Regions from separate parts of the Sus scrofa genome. Here region 2 is linked to region 1. A link is a contact called in public HiChIP or PLAC-seq data. All regions are on one chromosome and are shown on one strand. The core of a region is the stretch at or near the end of the contact, and the rest is flanking DNA. Distances in the headings are between cores, read along the strand shown. Region 1 holds the start of HIPK1 (homeodomain-interacting protein kinase 1). Region 2 holds the start of MAGI3 (membrane-associated guanylate kinase, WW and PDZ domain-containing protein 3).

Region 1 (6,934 bases), core at 2,005-4,504:
ATCTAGACAAAGTTCTCAATGCTATTCAGCAGGATCTCCTTGTAAATCTATTCTAAGTTGTGTCTGATAAGCCCAAGCTCCCGATCCCTCCCACTCCCTCTCCGACTTCTTGTTGATAACACTGAATTTAGGCTCCAGGCCCTAGAGGGATATCACACGCTAGATGGGATGCCAGTCCTTCCAACTGGCAACAGCTCCATATTCCTCTCCAGCTGCCCTGGCTTGGTCTGGGAGGAAATGGTTCAAATATCTGCCCCCTTCTCTGCAAGTTCCCTGCTTGAACAAACCCTCATCATAGTTCTCTTTTTTTCCTTTTGTTTTAGGGCTGCACCAGGGGCATATGGAGGTTCCCAGACTAGGGGTCAAATAGGAGCTGTAGCTACTGGCCTACACCACAGCCACAGCCAACGCTGGATCCTTAACCCACTGAACGAGGCCAGGGATTGAGCCTTCATCCTCATGGATCCTAGTTGGGTTTGCTAACTGCTGAGCCACAAAGGGAACTCCCTCATCATAGTTTTCTATTAGGCTCTCTTTCTTCAGTCTTTGCCCACTCCAGCCAGCCACCAGCTCTCTCTTTAAAGCACAGATTCCTTCATATTACCTGAATGATTAAACCTCCACTGAAGCTTCATTGCCTTTCAAATGATCTAAGGATAATGAATAAATAAATAAATAAATAAGATAATAAATAAATAAGATAAAGTATAAATAAATAAGACTACCTCACTAATTCCACATTCTGCCGCTTCTCTGCTAAACTGTAGGCTCTTTCAGGGCACAGATCACACATTTTCTTCTTTGTATCTTTAATTTCTAATATAGTGCAGGCATATAGAAGATAATAGATATTTGCTGAATGGATGAATGAACTCCAATTACATTAAACTCTGAAACTTCTTTGAGTATACTATGTTGAAACAGGGCATTCTCTGAATATCCTCCCTGACTCAATCATTCAAATCTTTTTTTTTTTTTTTTTTTCCATTTCTAGGGCCACTGCCATGGCATATGGAGGTTCCCAGGCTAGGGTCTAATTGGAGCTGTAGCCACCGGCCTACGTCACAGCCACAGCAATGTGGGATCCAAGCCACGTCTGCGACCCACACCACAGCTCATGGCAACGCCGGATCCTTAACCTACTGAGCAAGGCCAGGGATCAAACCTGCAACCTCATGGTTCCTAGTCGGATTCGTTAACCACTGCACCACGACAGGAACTCCAACAAACAAGTGGCTGCGCCTGCGGCATATGGAAGTTCCCAGGCTAGGGGTCGAGCCACAGCCACTGTAGAAGCAACGCCGAGTAGTTATGTTGTGAGCCACACAGGAAGTCCTCAAATCTTAAATATAGATGTCTTTGTGTATTTTTTCCCCTCACTAGACTGTAAACTCTCTGAGGGAAAGGGTCCCATCTTATGTATTTTGCATATGATCCAATGTCTGGGAGAATGCCTGGCATCAGGCAGGCACAGTTTGTCCGAAGGATGAATGAATATCACAGGGGGGAAAATACTAGATTTTTAAGAAAGTGTCTATGTAGTGATATATACTGAAGAAATGATCTAAGGATAATGAATAAATAAATAAATAAGATAATAAATAAGATAAAGTATAAATAAATAAGACACAAGAAATAAAGTAGTCAAATGAAGATACTGAAGTGAACAACGAGAATCAATCAGGAAAGGCTTTCTAACAGGTAGATTTTGCCATGGGTTTGAAAAGAGGAAACAGATATAACTTGGGAGAGAAGGATCTTAGAAGCCTGTCATGGAGTTGGCTGGAACCAAGACATGGTAAGCAATTAGTGTGTTTGAAGCCTGCTTTTCAATTGGAATCTATTCTACCCCAGAACCCAAGTTCTGCCTTTTTCCTGGTTCCCCAGGCAGGCATGCTCACCCGCACTCTGTGTCTTGATGTTTCCCAGGTTAGCCCAGTGTAGGACTTTGTGTTCTCTAAGTTTCTATGAAAATAAGCAAACAAAGCTTCCCTATGGGATTGAACACTTCTGTTAACCCTAGTTCTCTAGGGAAATACACTTCCCTGTTCCCAGTAAAACAGAACTGCTCCCAGTGTTGTTAAGCCAGGAGAGAATCCCAAAGGTAGTATAATCACTTTAGCACATCTTCACAAAAATTATCTCTGATTCAAAGAGGTCAAGGATGTATGAGTGAGACCGGAGAAATAGAACTTGATAGCAGAATCTTGTCTTAGCCATATCTACCCACTCCTTAAAGAGCATATGCAAATACATATCTGGTATTTATGTATTATTGCTGTACAGCTACTTTCTAGGGCTCAGATCCCTGTTGCCTCCAACACCTGAGGGATGAAAAAAAAAGTATATATATATATATACTACCTTCTCCCTACAAGTGTCCCACACTTTAGGAATCAGAGCATTTCACATAGTGAGAGGTACATCTGAAGTGTTCCAGAATATCTTGGCCCTGGGAGATGGCAACTGTCTTTCTATTAGGATAACCCAGTTTCCATGCAGTGTTTATGTTTTTTCAGAATGTTGTGTGCCCAACACATGCCGTTTCCTGAATACCCGGCTTTACTATCTCCTGGTAGAGAAGAGAAAATTATGGTAGTATTTGCTCACTACAGGTTTTGAGGGGTTAGGCTCAGTGCGAAGCTATTCTTTCTCATCCAATGCAAACCAAGGTTTCCAAGGTGGCAATGGAAGAGCACCTTAAGGGGCTGCTAATGTTCGTGGAGGCTTACTGATCCCCTACGCGGCTGTCACTCAGGACGTCTCTAGATAGCGAGGAACAGTAAAGCCTAAACGGAGGTAATTCCTCACCAGCAGGGGGGCTTCCCGGGCAGGCACTGCCTCCCTGCGCGCTGCCCAATTTCTGAGGGGTGTCACACAAGCCGGTGGTGATGTCACATTGGCGGGGATGACATTTTAAAGCTGGACCTCCCCACCGCCACCAAGCACTTTTTGATCACAGCGGAGTCGGCCGTGCGGAGGGGGCGGAGAATCCGACCCCCGCACGCGATCCACGCTGGCTCCCCACGGAGGCCCACCCACTCCCATTCCCATCAGTACGATGCGGTCGGCCTGACCCGCCCGCCCTCCGGCACTTCCGCCTCAGTAGGTGTCATGGCGCGGGGCGGGGGACTAGTTCCCGCGAGGCGGGGCCGGCCGGATGGGGGCGGCCGCTCGGCGCTCAGCTTATCTGGTCTGGCGACAACGGCGGCTGCGGAGCGAGGGGCCGGCGGTGGCCCCGGACGGCAGCGGGAGGCCGAGGCGGGAGTGCGCGGGGCTGAGGCGGCGGCGGCGGCGGCGAGGGGCCGGGCGGCGGCACGGGCGGGAGGCTGAGGGGGCTCCCCCCGCGGGACGGGCGCAGGGACGGCTCCGGGGGGCGGGGGCCGGGGCCCGGGCCGGCTCGCGCGGGGGTATGATGACCCGGCGGCGGGGCCCCGGATCTCGTCTCCTCCGCCGCCTCCTCACGGCAGCCCCAGCTCGCGGCTGAGAACCAGACACACCGGCGGTGAGTCGGGGCGGGCGGGCGGGCAGGCGGGCAGGCAGGGGCCCCGGCGGGAGCGACCTCCCGTCGGCTCCCCGAGGCGGGGCCGGGCCGGCCGCGGGTTCTCCCGGGCACCCGGCCTGCGGGGGGCGCCTCCCTTCGCGGCCCCCACCCGGGACCCGGCGCCGAGTCCTGCGGCCCGGCCGTTCGTGGCCGCGGAGGAGATGGCGTTCCCAGGAAAGTGGGGAGGCTCGGGTCTTGTTTTCGGGGCAACTCCCCCTATCTCCTGCCACTTCTCTCCAGGGCGTGTTGTTGTCCTCAGATGACAGGGGGCCGCCTGGCGTCTCCTCACCCGGCCGGTTTTTTTCCCCCGGCTGCTGTGGCCGGTTCCCAGTGTGGGGCTTCTGCGTGTGGATTTCACAGCTCTGCTTAGCGCCATGGTTTGGGATTATTTGTGCCGTTGCGGACCGGGAAGCGGTGTCTGGGAAGGACGGCGCTGCTGGGGTGGGTGTGGAAGCCTTTCTATCCTTTCGGCTTCAGTTTTTTAATCCTTAGGTTGGTAAATTGTAATGATGGTGGAGACTCGGTGGGACCGGCCCACCTGATGTATATCTGTGCAAGGCAGATCTAGAGGTTTGGCTCAGAGGGAAACTTTTGCTATCTGTCGCCAGTTTTCCAAAGCTTTCGTTAAAAAAAAAAAAAAAAAAAACGGGTTATGAGGAAACTACTAAAACTCTTGGGTAAGGCTCCTGCTGTTCACAGGTCTGTGGGAAAGAGGCCCTTTTTGTGCCTAGCAACCGAGACCTGGGGCTCTGTCTCTAAGAGCGCTGGTCTAACCTCCAGTGTGTTGTGGTGACAAACCGTGAGCTTTGGCCTGTGTTTATGCTGGGCGCGCTTTCTTTCCTGTTTAGGTGGGGGAAGGGAGGAGGGGCTAGAGAAGGGGAAAAAAACAACCCCAAGCTCGAAGGTGTCTTTCCTACCCTTAAACCACTGACTCAGTTGCAGATACTCATCTTGAGGGAGCCCTTGATAGACGCTTTTTCTTAGCGACACTTTGGGAATTTTCAGTAATTGCATCAAAATATTAATTTCGACTGCCCAGTCTGTCCTTTATCTTACTTGTTTCCTAGTAACTGATGAAAACAGCAGCATGGCTTCCTGCTCCTGATGAAGTGGGGTTAAATTAAGTGGCTGATGCCCTCAGCAAAACCTACAATTTTGCTCTTGTTTGTGTAAAGCTATTTTTGATTCTTGGTCTGTAGTTGTTTTTTTGTTTTTTGTTTTTTCCTTTTTCTTTTTAATTATAGAGAATGCAAATCATACCAGTTCTTTTTTATACGTAGGTCTAAAGCTTTCTGTAAAACACTTAAAAATATACCAACAAGTCATTTCATCTGATAGTAGTTAATTCAGCTGGTGATTTTGGATATACATGTGATCATCTCAGGGTTCTGCGTTATAAAACTGGTATGATGGATTGACTCTAAGACACTGTTGCTGATTTGAGGGATATTTTGGTAAAGTACTTGTGGTTGGAACTGGAGGCTGCCAAGCCAGTGAAGCATCTGAGGAGTAAAATGGTGAATGAGATATTGTAAATGTACTGACTAGTTAGTCAGTAGGACTTTTGCTGGTGGTATCTTCAGGAATTTTTTATCCATGAATAGTTTATCATCTCTTTGGACATTGTAGCTTTATGGATTGCAGAGCAAGTTGATTGGTTTAACGTGAGATCGAAAACCAAACCAGAACTCCTAAAAGAAAAAAGATAATCTCAAGATTCACAATTCTCTTGGAAAATAAAATTCTTTTATTCTGTGGTTTTGTTTTCATAAGCATAGCTTAGTCAGTGGTTGTGTTGGTGGAAATCAGTGAGCCAAATCTGCCTTATAAACTTCTTACACTCAGAACTTGTGCAACTTGTTGTTAGTTACGTATGGTAACTGGTTCTTTTGTAACTTGAAGTAGTTTTGCAAACATGAACTTCCTGATTGGTTCTTTTATTTCCATTTTCATGACTATATATAGTTTATATATGTCATGATTGATTGACTATATATTGATATTGCTTATAAAACAATCAATTTTTGAAAAAGTTAGTTAATTCCTCTCCAGTTTCTTGCCTTAATTTCATGCCATTCTGAACGTAAATCATCAAAATAATTTTTCTTTCAAGTACCACTTAATCACTGGTTTGCTTTTTGCTGCTGCTTCTTTTTTTTTTTTTTTTTTTTGTATTTATTTTTTGTTCCTAATCTTCCAGCACCCTAAATGCCTTACGCAGTTTTGTAAAAAGGGCATGATCAGGGATGTAAAATTTTTTTCACATCCTGTTTTTATATTTTTCTTTTTTTGTGTGTCATTATCACCTAAGCAACGTTCTAAGTTCTTTGAAGATAGAGTAACTTAAATGTGTTTGTTTTGGATTCTTTAAGAGTACCTGGTACAGTGCTTTCCCACCATGCTTAGTGAACAAGAATCAGAAAACCTGACTTTTTTTGGCCAGCATTGCTACTCATTAGCTCTGTGTAAAACTTGTTTGGCTTTTTTGGGTCTACTTTTTCTCTTCTTGGAATTAGGGGGCTTTTAGAGTCTTTAAAGATTCATTTTAGCTGTAAGAATCCCTGTTTTTTTTTTTTTTTTTTTTTTTTGCCAGTATCTTCTGCTTCTAATCAAATACGTTACTCTAAATGGTTTTTCTTTTTTTGACATATTCTGGCATATTGGCAAAAGTTATTGCATCTATAAGAGCTTCTTCTATCTCCCATCTGTCAAACTGTTGTTACTTTACTTAAGCCCTATTTTCCTTAGGCCTTTTCTGGCTGATCTAAACAGGGTCCTTTCTATTAACATTTCACATTGATTTGGGCTTTGTTAATTTGTCATTTTTTCCGGTGATTGAAACTCCTTGAGGTATAGTTTTCTTTATTCTAAACTTTGTAGACCTTGTAAATTGTTCTGTACACACAGTAAGATAGTACCTTTTTACCAAACACAAAAAGCACCTACCTTTTTTTTGTCTTTTTTGGGGGGGCTGTACCTGGGGGCATATGAAGGTTGTTCCAGGCTAGGGGTCAAATCAGAGCTGTAGCCACTGGCCTATACCAAAGGCACGGCAACTTGGGATTTGAGCCGCATCTGCGACCTACACCACAGCTCAGGGCAACGCTGGATCCTTAGTTCACTGAGCAAGGCCAGGGATCAGTTCTGTGTCCTCTTGGATGCTAGTCGGGTTCGTTAACTGCTGAGCCGTGATGGGAACTCTCTACTTTTCTTTTGTCTGTTGCTGTGGGTTTGTCATTCCAGGTAAATCTGAGAGCTTTTAAAATTTAGGAAAAAATATCCTGCCTAGGAGGAAAGCACCCCTCAGTGGTTTACCAGAACATAACAAAATTGGTTTAAATGGCTGGAAATTACATAGAATTGTAGAGTTACTCCTTTGTCAGCTAACAT
Region 2 (6,934 bases), core at 1,536-4,035, 490 kb before region 1:
ACTAAAATGATTTGAAGGTTTATGTGTCAGACTCTATGTTAAGTGCTTGCTTTACTCAAATAGCTCCATTCAGTTCTTACAACTCAGGTGGGCACTGTTATTGTACTGATTTTGTGGATGAAGAAAGCGAGGTTAGGCAAGAGAGTTTCCTCAGGATCTCAGAGCTGCTAGGTAGGAAACCTGAGATTTGCAGTCTGACTCCAGAGTTCCAGCTCCTGATCACTGCAGTTTTCTAAGAGTCAGTATAACTTAAGCTTGGTTGAAGCATGTGGCAGACACTGTTGGGTGCCCCCTTGGCAACTATTCCCCCCTTCTCCTCTGAAGCAGAACTCCTATTTTGCTTGGGAGGGACACATTAATAAATGGTGGCAATCCCATTTTCATTTGTCAGGGGGCCATGTGACCATTTTCTGGCCAAGAAGGGTGATTCTACATGGAGGGTGGGGAGAGGAACAGTCTGGGATTTTTCTTCATAAAAACAGTGGTAGCATTATGCCTTTCCCTCCCTTCCCATTGGACAATGACCTCTGAGGATGTGATGTTTGGAACTGTGGCAGCCACACTGCAATCAAGAGGTGATAAGCCTGGAGATAAAAAGGCAACATGCACATGGATGGTAGAGAGCAGCTACAAAAAGAGCCTGGGTCCTTAATGACATGATAGTGCTGCTTAACTAATGCTGACACTATTTATATCTGAACTTGTTAAAAATGTAACATGTAACCTCATTCTTTAAGTTACCCTTAGATATTCCATTCCTTGTGGCCAAATGTATTCTGATGGCTACAATCTGGGCAGGGAAAGATGTTTTCCCAGAGTTGCTGCCAAAATAAATGAGGTGGAGGTTATCAAGATTTCATCCAGGAATCTGTTGGTGTAGGTGGTAGTTCAGAAAATACTTCAGCCTTGTCTCAGCTCTGGGTAAATATGAGCAATCCATGTGATGCCTATGCTGGATCTTTTCCCTTTTTCTCTTCAGATGCACTGCTTCCTCTTCTCTGTGTGATTGACTGATAAGGACTGTTTCAAAAGGCTCTCTTGCCCTCTGGCTTCTCTTGGATTTGGCTCTTGGGATGCACCAGCAGGAGGATGGAGGAGGGAGGAGAGTGAGAGAGAAATCCCCCAGCTTTGTCCTTGGGTGATTACTTAGGCTGACTGCATCCCTTGACTGAAGGTCACAGGCTCCTATCATGTGGCCCTTTCTGTGCTGGGCTTTGGTAACTTCCCTTTGCTTTCACAGATCTAGAAGCTCATAGCCCCAGGGTTCCACACTTCCCTTGTGGTTTCCCACACCCTGTCCGTATTGGGTAAGTACCTTTTGTTTCCTGCCTAGGCCCTGACTGATACAATGGTGTTAAAAAAAAATCACTGCAGCTTTTGAAGCGTGGGCCAGTCTATCTGAGATGTGGTGAGATTCTGTGGAGCTATTCACAGTTTAAATAAGGGCTTTCCCCAACCATTAAAGAGAGATGAGACTACATAAATGTCATACTGCAAAAGTGAAAGTATCATAGCTCAGAGAAAACACTTTCCACCTGAGGACAAGATGTCAGAGAAGGCTACTTGGAAGAGATGGCATTTGGGCTGAGGATGGATAGGATTTTTACAAATACAAAGACAGGGGAGAGTTGTGAGTCAAGCTGGGGAGGAGAGAAAGCTCAAGAAGAATTCCTGAAAAATTAGTGCTGGAAGGGATCTAAGATGTCCTTTATTCACTGTTGTCCCTCCACCTTCTTTTCAGGCGAGTAAACTTGAAACTGTCATTTGGCCAAGGTCAAACAGCAAGTAAGAAGCATGCCAGGACTCCAACCCAGCTCTGCTAGCTACTAGGCTGGTTCCTAACCCATCTTCTGCCTCCACCCCACCCTACCTCACCTCAAGCAGTCTGCTTACTCGTCAGTCTCTCCTATTAGGCTATGACCTCCTTGAGGGCAGGATCTGTCTTCCTTATCCTTGAATCTCAGAAGATAGCACAATTTCTGACATAAAGTCCACTTCTTCCTCAGCTAGCAAGTGGTAAGGCGTACCCACCCTTTGCCAGGCGCTATACTGATATTTTACATGCACAACAACATGGAGGGTGCTATAGCTCAGAGAGGTTTAATTTGCCCGAGGTCACACAGCAATATGTAGGATTCTACCTTCCATCAACCGGGACTCCAGAGTCCTTGCCTCTACGGGTGTGTAGTAACTTATGCTGCATGGATGAACGAACGAGAAACATCGACTCATTCTAAGAGGGTGGCTGTAACCGGTCACCCCGAGGCCCTACCACCCCTGGCCTCAGACTCAGCACGTCGTCTCCCCAGCGAAGTACACCCGCTAGCCTCTGCGCCCCGGGCTGAATCCCAGACTCCGCCCCCGACTCCGCCCGGCTCTGCTGCCACGCCCACACCTCGGGGAGTTAGGTTCTTCCTATCCAAGGGTTCGCCCAGTTCCAGCGGCTGCACGGCTGCACGTCGGGCCTCTTTCGATCCTGCGGACAGCAGCTGGTCCCACTCCCCTGCCCCTCCCTTTGCCCTCTCTCACTCTTCAAACTTCTTTTTTCCACCCTCTTTAAACTTCAGTCATCCTAGTGCCCGCCTCCTCCACTCCCACCAGCCAATCGGTAGTTCTCTCTCGTCAGTGGTCCGCCCCCTGCCCACCGGGGACCAATCCCCGGTAAGGGAGTCGAGTGCTGGGGCTCGTTCCCAAGCGCCTGGTCAGTGACGGCAGCGCGCCGGGCGCCGCGCGGCGGGAGGGGGCGGGGCTCTGGATGAGGGATGGGCGAGGGCGGGGGGAAGGGAAGAGGGAGGAGGAGGTTGCGGCGGGTTTGAAAGCGGCAGTTTCCTGGCAGCTCGGGCAGGCGTTGGTCTCCGCGCTCCAGCTCCGCAGCGGCCACGATCGATCCTGCGACGGGTCTACGCGCGCTTCTGCGCGCCCCCGACGGATTTTTTCCTTTCCGGCTCTTCCCTCTTCACCTCCCCGCCCCCTGCTTCAGCCTTTCCCGCCGCTCCGGCGCGGAGCCCGGGGGCCAGCCGTCGGCTGTGACCCCGCCCGAAACCCCTCTGGAGCCGCCCGGGGACAATCCCCTTCTCCTTTCTTCAGCCTAACCCAGGGTGGTCCTCGCGGATTCCGGCCAGCCCCAGGGAGCGTCACCGGGAGGGCGTCCGAGGGGCGTCTCGGAGCTTGGAGCGGCCCGGCCCCCAGTGGGCTGTGGTCGGTGGGGGGGGTGCCGGAGCGGTGAGGCCCCCCTCGCCGGGTTGCGCGGGCCGCCCGGGGTCTCCAGGCTGAGAGGGGGCGGGAGCGGCACCCCTGCCGCCTGCGCGGGGTCCTCCCCATGGTGCAGCGGGGTTCGGGATGTCGAAGACACTGAAGAAGAAGAAGCACTGGCTCAGCAAGGTGCAGGAGTGCGCGGTGTCCTGGGCCGGGCCCCCGGGCGACTTGGGCTCCGAGATCCGGGGAGGCGCGGAGCGCGGCGAGTTCCCCTACCTGGGGCGGCTCCGCGAGGAGCCCGGTGGGGGCACCTGCTGCGTTGTCTCGGGCAAGGCGCCCAGCCCGGGGGATGTGCTGCTGGAGGTGAACGGGACGCCTGTCAGCGGGCTTACCAACCGGGATACCCTGGCTGTCATCCGCCACTTCCGAGAGCCCATCCGTCTCAAGACTGTGAAGCCAGGTACGCTGGCCCTGCCTTTATGTCTCGGGGGTGGGGGGAGCCCGGTGTGGGTGTCTGGGGAGTAGCCGCCCCACACCCGCTAGTCGTCCAGGGTAGTCTTAGACCTGGGTGTGCAGAACTCCCTGTCGAAGGGGAGGGGTGGCGGTGGGTGATTCCCATTTTGCTGGTAGGAAAACTGAGCTATGGCTCGCCCGGGCTGTCATGGGATGGCCACCAGGAGCTGGGTTTCCTTAATTTGTAGCTCCGTCTCCCACCGCAGTTTTTGCTTGGAGGAAAACCCAGCCTTTTTCTGCTCTCCTTTGTGGAAAAGGTCCTCACGATTGTAATATTTTCTTTGGAACAATCGTCCGCATTTTCAGATAGGGAAAAAGATCTTTACTATTGAGGCACTGGGTGCCAAGGTTACCACCTAGTGTACCTGAAAGGGCTTAGCTGCTTCAGTGTTTCTTGCACACTAGCAACACCTCGGAGCTGACAGCCTAACTCTTGTCAGCCCAGGTGGTTCAGGTGTCTGGGTGCCGATGGTGTACAGTATGCGATTTGTGCCAGAATGGTGTGTTCTTGCAGGAAGCTGTTAATAGTCTAGGTTTCCAAGGAAGACCTAGGTGCCTCTTGGAGTAAAATCTCTTGTAAATCTTTGGTTTTACAGAATTTTGTTGAAGTGGTGGGTTTCAAAGGCCCCCGTTGCCCTGGTGTCTTTTAAAATCTGCTGCAAAGCTCGTTACGTTTATGGCATACTTGCCAGTTTCAAAGCATTGATCAGACTGCGTACAGTGAAATCTGATAGGAGGTAATAGCTCCCTTGTATTTGTTGTCAACAGCATCGCTTCGTTTCAGCGTTGGTAGAATGGGGTTCAGTTGCATGAGATGTTTGTAGGGAAGAGAATTATGGCTACAGCGTTATTAGATATCAGACTACTTTTGCTGAATGTGCTCTACTGGATATACGGTGCATCAAAACATAATGGGCTGCTTAATTATGACTTGGGCTAGAACAATTAGTCCACACCTTCACTGCAAGATGCTAGAAAATTCTGGAGAGAAATCTAACATGTTATCTCCCTCACATTTTTTTTTTTCCTCCTTTCTCAGCTCACTTTGGAAATCTCTTTAATAGTCTAGGCTTGATGGGAACATGATGGGTTTTGATGCAATGTCCATCTGTGTGTATTGTGGACGTGTACACGCACACACTCATATGTCCCTGCAATCTTATATTAAGATTTTCTTCATATGGTCGATTCCATCCCATTCATTTTAAGCTTACGAGTTTAAGTGAGGTTGTCTTTTTGTTAACTTAAAAAACTTTGGTAGACTTTGAACATCATTTTCTGTATGTTTTTTTGAATTCAAAAATTCTTTTTTAAGTCAAACTTTTAGAGCCATATGTGAAGAGTAGAGGAAAGCTTCTGGGACTGTAATTTAGCCAGTCATGCACTCTCTGTAATATTCAAAATACTATAAACCAGCACTTACTGATCTAAGGGCAATTTAGTTCAAATCCCATGAGTCAGGGAATAATGAGAACATTTGCATCATTGCTTTGTGTCTTGTTTTGATGCATTGGAGGCATAATTAGAGGCATATATGAGAGTATGTATAACTTATTTTCAAAAACTTTAAAAATTGATAGACTAAGGAGAAAGCGATATATTCTCAGGTTACTGTGATTCTTTTAGAAGACTGGAGAAATGTGTCTTTCATTGATATTAGTCTGGTCTGTATGTTAGACATTTTCTCAATCTTTCTAGAAAACTTAAGAAAATAATTCAAGGTTTAGAGTTTATTCTGCGACGTTAATTAACTGTTAAAAAAAATCATATGTCCCAGAATGTAGATAACATTTTTATAGTAATAAAAATTTTCCCTCTTGCATACTGTCCTATTTTAAATGTTAGCCAAAATAAAGCGTACTGGGTATAGCACATTTTGTAATTATCAAGAATAAACGTTCTGAAAACTACACCTATTTTTTAAATATGCATTCTGCTTCAGCAATTTCTAAGGGATACTGCTGTATGTCATCTGAATTAATATTCTTGTTTCTAAGCAAGTTGTTAATCTCTTAAAAAAACAGTATTCTTTGTTTCTTAATAGCCTCATGTTAGGCATTGTATTAAATTGCTATCTTTTGTTTCTCATTTTTTAATACATTGCTTTCTTAAATGGCTTTATATAAACAACATTTGCCATAAAATAGCAAGATTTTTGCCAGTTAAGCACATGACTTTGAAAATTAGAAAGTAAGAACTCGAAGTGGTTATTTGTAAAACTGAGTGTGTTTTAAAACAGCATATGTATTATCTCCAGAGATGACAAAGATTCTGTACTGTTGGGATTAAATTTGAAAAAAGTATGAACACGCAGAGTAAGGGAATTTAAAAAGGAACTTGAGCTGAAAATTGGGGTTCCCCTTCCCTTTTATCTAAGTTTTGTGAGAGAAATGGATTTTTTCAATTTAATATGGTGTGGTTGAGTGTACTTAGCACTCTGTCTCTTGTCTTGATTAATAAATTTTTATTAAACTAAATGTGCATATATATATATGATGGCATTTAGAAACTAGCACCGTGTAAATTCAGCCCTTCCTGGAAGGTGGGGAATGATCTCATACTGTATTCTGACAAAGTCCATGGTGGAAGGATGAGCAGGACGTAGGATGTGACCTGGCGTAGCACTGTTTCTTTCTTAATTTCCCCTTTCATCTAGGAGATGTTACAGGGAGCTCAGCCAGAGCCAGTGCCATCATCCAGTTCATTTAGTGAGGGTTCTTTCTGGCAGTGACTGTCTTTAGCTTTGACTTAAGGGCTTATTGATGCATTTTCTTTTGTTCTAATCTTTAATGGAGATTTGAAAGTAACTCTTTAACGTAAGTTTCCTAATCTGAATCTTTTGTGAGAGAATTAGGAATTTCCTACTGAATTCTTCTTGTTAGTGTAATACTTAGTTCTTTTCTGCGCCACCAAATTCTTGGCCCTGCTAGTCACCTGTTTCTTAACTCCAACCTTGACATTTGGCTTTCTGCAAGGAGAAAAGTTTTCACTTGAATTTGAACTTTGTCTTTTCCCTGTAGTAAAGGAAGTTGAACTTTGGCCCTCTGGTGGAATCGTTTCATGATAATAGTCCCGGGACTAGGATTAGTTTCTTTGATTTTTACTTAAGGGTATATTTTTAAACAATTTCTGTCGTGATTAATGATAGAAATAGTTAATTTTGTTGAAAATTCCCCAAACTATGATTGTGCAGAGTTGTATGGAATATTTGCTTCATAAACCTTAA

The links. HiChIP or PLAC-seq counts read pairs in DNA pulled down with a chosen protein or histone mark.
Region 2: an H3K27ac HiChIP or PLAC-seq map of alveolar macrophages shows a contact between it and region 1. The contact joins the promoter of MAGI3 here to the promoter of HIPK1 in region 1. A contact is called at or near these places in 1 of 47 Hi-C or Micro-C datasets (heart right ventricle) and 1 of 2 datasets of contacts at active chromatin or transcription factors (alveolar macrophages).

Annotation. Positions count from the first base shown.
Region 1 is chr4:106,623,434-106,630,367 of Sscrofa11.1, reverse strand. It overlaps HIPK1 (homeodomain-interacting protein kinase 1), which reads left to right and starts at 3,254. Exons shown (of 16, transcript XM_021090012.1): 1 at 3,254-3,505.
Region 2 is chr4:107,115,894-107,122,827 of Sscrofa11.1, reverse strand. It overlaps MAGI3 (membrane-associated guanylate kinase, WW and PDZ domain-containing protein 3), which reads left to right and starts at 2,785. Exons shown (of 21, transcript XM_001925127.7): 1 at 2,785-3,655. The coding sequence starts at 3,340.